Regions from separate parts of the Mus musculus genome. Here all the other regions are linked to region 2. The links are chromatin contacts, called in public HiChIP or PLAC-seq maps. All regions are on one chromosome and are shown on one strand. The core of a region is the stretch at or near the end of the contact, and the rest is flanking DNA. Distances in the headings are between cores, read along the strand shown.

Evidence for each region. HiChIP or PLAC-seq counts read pairs in DNA pulled down with a chosen protein or histone mark.
Region 1: an H3K27ac HiChIP or PLAC-seq map of extraembryonic endoderm stem cells shows a contact between it and region 2. The contact joins two enhancer-like sites. A contact is called at or near these places in 1 of 115 datasets of contacts at active chromatin or transcription factors (extraembryonic endoderm stem cells) and 1 of 9 other capture datasets (adipose tissue).
Region 3: a contact with region 2 is called in an H3K27ac HiChIP or PLAC-seq map of extraembryonic endoderm stem cells. The contact joins two enhancer-like sites. A contact is called at or near these places in 1 of 39 promoter capture datasets (neural stem cells), 2 of 115 datasets of contacts at active chromatin or transcription factors (embryonic stem cells and extraembryonic endoderm stem cells) and 2 of 9 other capture datasets (adipose tissue and pancreatic islet).

The regions. Positions count from the first base shown.
Region 1 is chr19:44,387,348-44,390,047 of GRCm38.p6, forward strand. No RefSeq gene overlaps it. Among named protein-coding and RNA genes, the nearest start is that of Scd1, 19 kb to the right of the region's middle. Within about 2 kb of position 1,349, at least 425 of the 459 cell types and tissues checked have an H3K27ac peak or open chromatin away from gene starts, as enhancers often do. A contact at or near this core is called in extraembryonic endoderm stem cells, where this site is marked.
Region 2 is chr19:44,084,800-44,087,603 of GRCm38.p6, forward strand. Chuk (conserved helix-loop-helix ubiquitous kinase) reads right to left here. Exons shown (of 21, transcript NM_007700.2): 13 at 2,109-2,260. Among named protein-coding and RNA genes, the nearest start is that of Erlin1, 16 kb to the left of the region's middle. Within about 2 kb of position 1,377, at least 12 of the 459 cell types and tissues checked have an H3K27ac peak or open chromatin away from gene starts, as enhancers often do. A contact at or near this core is called in extraembryonic endoderm stem cells, where this site is marked.
Region 3 is chr19:43,774,363-43,777,062 of GRCm38.p6, forward strand. No RefSeq gene overlaps it. Among named protein-coding and RNA genes, the nearest start is that of Abcc2, 6.6 kb to the right of the region's middle. Within about 2 kb of position 1,284, at least 15 of the 459 cell types and tissues checked have an H3K27ac peak or open chromatin away from gene starts, as enhancers often do. A contact at or near this core is called in extraembryonic endoderm stem cells, where this site is marked.

The sequences.
Region 1 (2,700 bases), core at 99-2,598, 300 kb after region 2:
AATCACCATTTTAAAAGTCTTAATGACTGCGAAGTATTTCCTCAAATGTTAACTGACCTATTAAAAAAGAAAAAAGTACGAGGCAGAAATCCAAAGGTATTTCACCAGAGCTCTTCTTGCTGGCACTTGGAATTAATTTTCAGTTACACAACACCACTGTAGTTTTGTGTGTGTGGTTAGGCCACTGTCTAGTTGCTTGCTTGGTTTTGATTGGGGGAGTTTGGTGTTTTTCTGCCTCTTTGCTCTGTACATTGTTTTGTTACCATGCTGCACTGTCATTGAGAAGTCTTATTCTGTTTCTCTCGATAACCTTTAGATTCCCAGGGTAATATTTCCACAAGCATGTAAGGTTTCTTACAACCCCAACTCTCATGTCAGAAACTAAATTCCTACTCTCTTCTCTTCCCAAAGGTGCTTTTTTTTTCTGACGCTGGCAGGGGTGAACACTGGCTTTGCTGCCACTAAAGATAAAATTCCATCGTGTTCTACTTCCCAGAGTGCTCTGCTCCAAACACCTCTCAGAGGTCCCCTTTCCCAAGTCCATGCTGCTCTTCTCACGTGCAGTCAGATAGGTCCCTGCCAGTCCCAGGAGTTGTATCAAAACTAGGATCTGACCTTCCAGCCCTAGGCGGCTGCCCTCTGCTCTACTGCGGCCAACACAGTAACTTTCTGAAACATAGTTTTCTGTCCTACATGCACAAGACTCTTCACGAGAAACAATCAGGCCATTCGCCTTTAATGTCAGCACTCAGGAGTCAGACGGATTTCTACGAATTTCTACACATAGCGGGTTCCAGGCCAGCCAGGATTACACAGTGAGACCTTGTCTCAAAAGGTTTTGTTTTTCTAAGAAACAGCGAAACTCTGGGTTCTTCAGGCGGGTATTCACAGCCTTTTTCTGTACTTTCCCCTTCCTACCCTCTTCCTACTCCTTCATCCCTGGAGACATCAACCTGGAAGGTTCCTGAAGACTGCTTTCCTGTCCGGTCTCTCCTTGACCGCCCGGTCTTTAATCTGTTCTGAGTTAGTGGAGCTCTGGTCCCGCGCTGTGCAGATTAAGTACAACGCACCCTGTCTACTGTCTGTTCAGTGTAGGAATCGCTACCTAAAAGGCAGCCCTGGACCAGAGGCCACACGCGAGTTCCCTGCCTTTCTCCCCTGCAGGAGGGATGCCAGTGTCTACATAGGACTTAACAAGTTAGCTCTCCTCCGGCTCCAGACCGCAAAGTGCGCACGCACCTCCAGACCGGCAGAGCCGCAGCGCGGCTGCTGATTGGCTGCGCGGGGTCAGGCGCTGTGGGCCGAGTGAACGCGAGTGACCCCGAGGGCGGGTGCTGACCGAGAATAACCCCGGGAGGGCGTGCCTCTCTGGGTGTCCGCACCCAGGACCAGCCTCGGGCGAGCGCGAGGGGCCAAGGTGTGGGGCTGAGGGTTCAACGCCCACCCCAGAAGAGCAGGCGGAGCTTCTGCACGGCCTCTCCACCCCCAGCTCAGTTTGTGGAGGCTCACAGTGCTTTCGGAGGTGTCGCGGGTCACTGAGAAATGCCCTAGTGACCCCAGTGAAATGGCTCCTCCTCACACTGTCCTTGATCCAGGAAAAAAACATGGCAGGAAGCTTTAGTTGGCAGAAACTGAAGTTACTCAAGGTGCAGCTTCTCTTGCCACGTCGTACTTTAGGGACAAAGGGCTGGGTTGATGGGAACAGGCTTTTGTGAAAGACTGGAGGAACGGGGGACAGTGAGTTCGCGTGAAGAATGAAGGTTATCACGCGAACATTGGTAGTGAAAGTTTAAAAAGGTTGCTCCACCGTGGAAAAGGTCAGTGAGTGAGTCACTCCACTCCTACTCGTGTGCCCAAATCAGCTGCAGACATCCACAATGTTCTTAAGAATTTTTACACAAATGTCTACAACAGGACCATCCACAGAAACAACTGAACAGTTAGCAGATGTTATCTGTGGAGCAGCCTAATGCTCTGGAGCTAGACATAGAAAGCCCATTATAACTGAATGGTGACTCTGTGTGTGTGTGTGTGTGTGTGTGTGTGTGTTTAAGTTGATTCCTCTTCAAATTGTATGTGTGTGTGCCTGTGTGTGTGTGTTAAAGTTGATTCCTCTTCAAATTGTGTGTGTGTGTGCCTGTGTGTTTATTTTTAAGTATACATGTATGTGAATTAAAGAGAATCCTTCTATTGGTCTGGAATCTTTATAAAGGAATAAGACTAGAGCCACAAGCAAGCTTGAGCCATCTCTGGCCTTTCCACTAAAGCCTGGGTGGGGCATAGTCAAGACAAAGGGTCTCTCTGAGACCATTGGACAAATCACTGAACCACTGTACCTCTGTGGCTTGGGTGTGGCAGGCTTAGCTGCACTGTGGGGAAAGGCAGAGTTGGGTCATCAAAGGGGGAGTGTTCTGCCTCTGGCAACCTCAGAATAGAGTCCTTGCTGCCTGTAATTAGGGATTGTGGCACTTGCCCTAAGGTCAACATTCAAGAATCAACGTAGTTAACTCTGGGTCACAGAAGAGAACTCTCCCTGTGACATTTCCCACAGTTGGTAGCAGAGTTAGAATCTAAAAGAAGACAGGAGATTGTTCCCTGATTCTATCCAGTGCTATCTGTTTTAGGAGCAGGGAGACAGTTCTAATAGAGGAAGGTAGCCTTGAGGGTCTCAGAGCTTGCTTGGGGAGGAGAGCACAGTTA
Region 2 (2,804 bases), core at 127-2,626:
CAGTCAGCATGGCTGGTCGTCCGGAGAGCTAGCAAATCATCTGTTTTTGCAAATTTCCAGAATCAAGGCATAGCTAGCACCTTGATTTTTAGATTTTAGCCATGAAATTCTGAGCTTTTACATCTATACTGTTTTAAGCCACAGAGCTGTTATGGAAGTTACAGGAGAATAATATATATTTTTCCCCTCCAAAAAACTTATCTTAAAGTAATACATAAACAGGTTTCAGAAAGCTAATTGTTGGCTAGGAATGTTGCTTGGTAGTAGAGGAGTTGCCTAGTGTACACAAGGCTTTGAGTTTGGCTGCACGTGTTTTCATGCCAGATTGGGATGCAGAAGCAGACAGGTCTCTGGGAGATCAAGGCCAGCCTGGTCTATGTAGTCAATTCCAGGCCACCCAAAACAACATAAATAAAGATCTTGTATCAAAAACAACACAAGGGACTAGGTTCAATTCCCAGTACTGTAAAATACATAAAAAGTATAAAAAGAAAGGCCTGTCCCTTTACTCAAGTGTTCTCACTAAAGTGACTGTTACAAGATACAGTCTCTATTCTCTCACAAGACAACCTAATCTATGCATGCTTTCCTCACAATTGAATTATCACTGTGGTGGTTTCCTGAGAATGGCCCCCACAGGCTCATATACTTGAATATTTGGTTCCCGGGTGGTAAACTGTTTAGAAATAATTAGGAGGTTCGGCCTTGTTGGAAAATTTGTCAGTGGAAGTGGGCTTTGAGTTTCAGAAACCCATGCTAGGCCCAGTCTGCTCTCTCTGCCTCCTGCCTGTGGATCAGATGTAAGCACTCAGCTTACAGCTGGAGCCATGCCTGCCTGCCTGCCAGTCACCATGCTGGTCAAGGGCTCACCCTGTGTAAACAACCCCCGACTAAATGCTTTCTTTTATAAGTTCCTTGTTCACTACAAGAGAAAAGTAACAAGAGAGTCACTGTCAAATATTCTACTGATATGTTAGTGTCAGCACAACTAGATCTATTTCACTATGTTAACTAGTACTTCACTAGTCGTACAGTATGCCTATGACAAGTCAAAGATGCTTAATGAAATAATTATGTTTTGTCATTCACAAGAATGCCTATAATATGCAAACAAAGAAATAGCACTGGAAGATAAACATATTCACTAACTAGACACTTCTGATCACTAACTGGACACTAACTGGACATTCTGAGATATCCATAACTTTGTCAAATACAAATATAAACAGAACCTACTTCCTTAAAAAAGAGATGTTTCATGAAATCAGAAAACTCAGTTTATTTGAATTTTAACTCTTTATAAATCCGTAACACATCTGAGGGAAGCTAAGGTTGTACTGTGTGGAGGAAACAGCAGCCTGAACCCCACAGCAGATGGTCAGAAAAAACCAGGACCTTGGAAATCGTATGTATGTATGTATGTATGTATGTATGTATGTATGTATGTATGTATATTTTAAACAGAAAACCAGATTAATTTAAGATTCCCCTGGCTGTGTTAGTCCATTTGGGCTGCTACACTGCTAGAACAAAACTAGAAAACAAAGGCAAATGTACTCTAGGTGGCAAATATCCATGGAAATTCATTTCTGAGTGTTGGAAAGTAAGAAGATTTGGCTCCTAGATGGCTGCCTTTTGTGTCCTCTCCTGGCAGGAAGGGCGCAGGAATCTCAGTCTTTTGTTAAAGGAAACAATTCATCCATGAAGGTCCCTTTGTGACTTAATCATTTCCCAGAGTTCCTACCATTATCTCAAGGCTCTTGGTTTCAGTACCCGATTGGGGGAAGCACACATTGCAGTACAGTGTCTGCTAAGAAGTCATCCCAGTACAGACTCGGTGTGCCTTCCTAAAATAAGACTTAAATTTCATAGTCTTAAGTCTCTTATTCATCTTCTCTAGAGTTAAGTCATTCTATTACAATTATGAAATAAGTTGCTCAATTAAGGAATGAAATGAGCTAACCCTCAAAACAAAAACAGTTTGATGACTTAAGTTATCCTGTGTGTTGTTCTGTTGTGAAGTTAAATAACTGGCTATGTGTCAACAAAGAGCAGATGGTTTTGAGAGACTGGACATCCTTACAAATACGTTACAGCCCGACACTTACATATCCCATAAGTCATCTGCTCACTATATCTCTCCAAGTCAAGCTGAATGCTTTTTCGAAAAAACTCCAATTTAGCTTTGAGTTGCTGTGATGCTGAGATCAAAGTATTCTTCATTTTTGTCAAGTTAGCATTATATCTAAGAAGACTTAACCTAAGCCATAGCAAAACAAAACAAAATTATCAACATTCAGAAACATTGAATAACAATTTGCAAACACACAGTATCCAAACTCCAGAACCTAAATTTCTATTATCAATTCAGAGAACTAGCTGGCCTATTTCCTGCCTGTGGAGTCTGTGATTAAACAACCTTCTTTAACTAAGATCACTCAGCAACTACTACTTCCAAGTCATTACAGCTGAGTGATTTTACACTATTAATACGAAATCTAAGTCTGGCCGGGAATGGTGGTGCACGCCTTTAATCCCAGCACTTGGGAGGCAGAGGGAGGCAAATTTCTGAGTTCGAGGCCAGCCTGGTCTACAGAGTGAGTTCCAGGACAGCCAGGGATACACAGAAAAACCCTGTCTCGAAAAAACAAAAAAAAAACAAACAAAAAAAAAAAAAAAAAAGAAAGAAAGAAATCTAAGTCTGGTTAGGATTATTATCAGGGTGACAGCTCAGTGGGTAGAGTGCTTGCCTTGCACGCATGATTATCTCAGCTTAGTACATGACAGAGTGTGCTTGTACCCCC
Region 3 (2,700 bases), core at 34-2,533, 310 kb before region 2:
CATTTTCCTTGCCTATAGGAGACCCCACATGACCCAAGCCAGACAGTCAGAATCCCTCATTTGTTTGTTTCTATTCATTGGCCCAGAGATAGGAGCACAGCACAGATACAATCCTACCAAAGATGTTTTTCTGGAACTATCAGAAAGGATCCTCCCTCCCCAGTGCCTTGCCCCATAAGATTATTGACCACCAGACCATAAGTTTGTGGTTATCTTTACTAATTAGGTTACTAAGTTTCCCTCCTTTCATTGGCTGATGAGAACAACAGAGGCAAATGTGCAGCATTTGTGTAGATGGAAGCAGAGTGAGTTTTGCACAATTAGCTTGTCTCCTGTTGAATCTTTTCTATCTTTTCCATTTGTATTTTTGTTATATTTTAGGTATTTTTAAAAAAACATTTTGCCAGGCGTGGTGGTGTACGTCTTTAATCCCAGCACTTGGGAGGCAGAGGCAGGTGGATTTCTGAGTTCGAGGCCAGCCTGGTCTACAGAGTGAGTTCCAGGACAGCCAGGGCTATACAGAGAAACCCTGTCTCGAAAAACAAAACAAAACACCCAAAAAACCAAAAACCAAAAGACCAAAAACCAAAAAACCATTTTAAGTCCTCTTCTGGTATGAAAATAGTTTGTTCCCATATTATCCTGAGTCTGTACTAGAACACAACCCTTGCTCCTTTCCACGAAGTATCAGTGACTTAGAGCAGGCTGTCCTCCGCACAGGCTCAAGGATGGGTCTCATTAAGGACCTCCGTCCTCACTCCCCAGTGAGGGTTTGACTGAGGAACTTGTATCATTTGAGAGGCCAGAAAGTTTGCTTCTACTTTTGGAAGTCCTCCTGAAAACAGTCCTTTCTTGATGAATGTATATTATATCTAGAGATGAGTCCTGCCTGAAGCTATTAAGGTAATCTTGCATCTAGTTAAGAATTAAACTAACATGTCAAAAAACAAAAATCAGAGAGTGATGGAATAGAGCCTCTGGAATGAATTGTGTGAACTGTAGGGTTTTTTTTGGGGGGGGGGGGTTAGTTATATAAACCAACAAATATTTTCATCCAAGGACCTTTGCAAGGGTCCTAAACAAATGCAAAATTGAACCAGCTCCCAGACTAGCAGTTGCTAAGGGTTAAGAAAGTTAGAGCTACACAATGTACCAACAATTTGCGAGAGATAACCTATCTTTGGAAGTGCAATCTTTCTAGTAAGATAAGTCTCCTGGTTAGACTGAGTTCAAAGGCCTCCGAAGTTTGTTGGAACTTGCTGAATCTGCACTGAGTCTGAGTCTGCTTCTCGGGGAAGGCACTTTATACTTGAGATTTCTCAGAGCCTGTTGTTTCTGCGAGGATAGGACACTGCCCCGTAGGTCGTCGTGTTTACTCGTTTTTGTAACCGATTTCTCAAGGGTCGCATCACAAGATAGGAGGTGATAGTCCTTCCTGTCTCTAGAGGCCACAGAGAGTCTCTTAAGTAATGCTGACACAACGCAGTTGTCTCTCATGTCAAAGTCATGGTTTGGAGAACAGCATTCGCTCGTTCAGCACAAATTCGCATGCCTGCCTTGGTTGCCCGTGGCACTTCAGATGCAACCTCCGTAGTAAAAGATTTTAAAATGAAATTATAGAGTTTAAGGTATTGTAGGATATTTGATTATGGTTCATAGAAAACCTAATTGTTAGCAAAACATAAAAGCCTTGACCATGAAATTTGAGGCTAGTCTAGTCAATACAGTGAGACCTTGTCTCAAGAAAAATTATACAATTTTTGCTAGTAATGTACTTAGTGCTAGTAAAATTAAATGTTTCTCCATGATATTACAGCCCAAAGTGACCTCTCTATATGTAATTTATGTCAGATAAATTTTCTATCTGGCTACTTCATAACTGTATTTGTTTTAGAAATTCCCTTTTGAAAAAAGACTAAATTGTGTTTTCTTGTTTTCTATATCACCTATTTTTTCAGAACTCAGAGGAGTATCTTCCTTCTACTGCACAGTTCTTCATGCTAGTCTGTTTACCCTTGTGTTACGATTTGCCAAGATTATGTTTTATGGGATGGTATGAAGTAAAGATCTAAAAAAAAAAAAATCATTGCTTTTTCTATGTTGCTATCTTGCTATCCAGAGAACAATTTATAGAAGACATGCCATTCTGTCTGGTTTGTAAAGGTTAAAAGCTGTAATTTCAACACTCACAGGAGATTGAAGCTTGACGATCGGAAGTTCCAGCTAGCCTGGGTTACACAGTAAGAAACAACACAGTCCTTCCCACAAAAGCCCCACAACCCCTAAACAAAGTGTCTTCTAGGAGCCTGCCAGGAATATGCTTCAGTGCCATTGGTAGCTTTTATAACTTCGATTATTTTCATTTCGTATGTTTGCCATGCATAAACATGAGAGGACAGCTCTGGGGAGTGGCTACTCTTCTTTCACTGGTACCTGGGCTCCAGAGAACAAACCCAGTCTGGCAAGCTCTTTGGCAAGCACCTCTACCCACTTGTTAGACCAACTTTTATTATTTTTGAAAGTATGAACTTAGAAACCCACATAAACTTCCTTTCAGTAAGCACCTTTCCTTTCTTTCTTTCTTTTTTTTTAAGTCTAACTTATAATTTAACAAGTTAATTTATTATTTAAACATGTTCTTTGCAATTTAATCCTTTAGGAAGGATTTCACTATAGTCTAGGTTTTAGCAATTGAAAGGA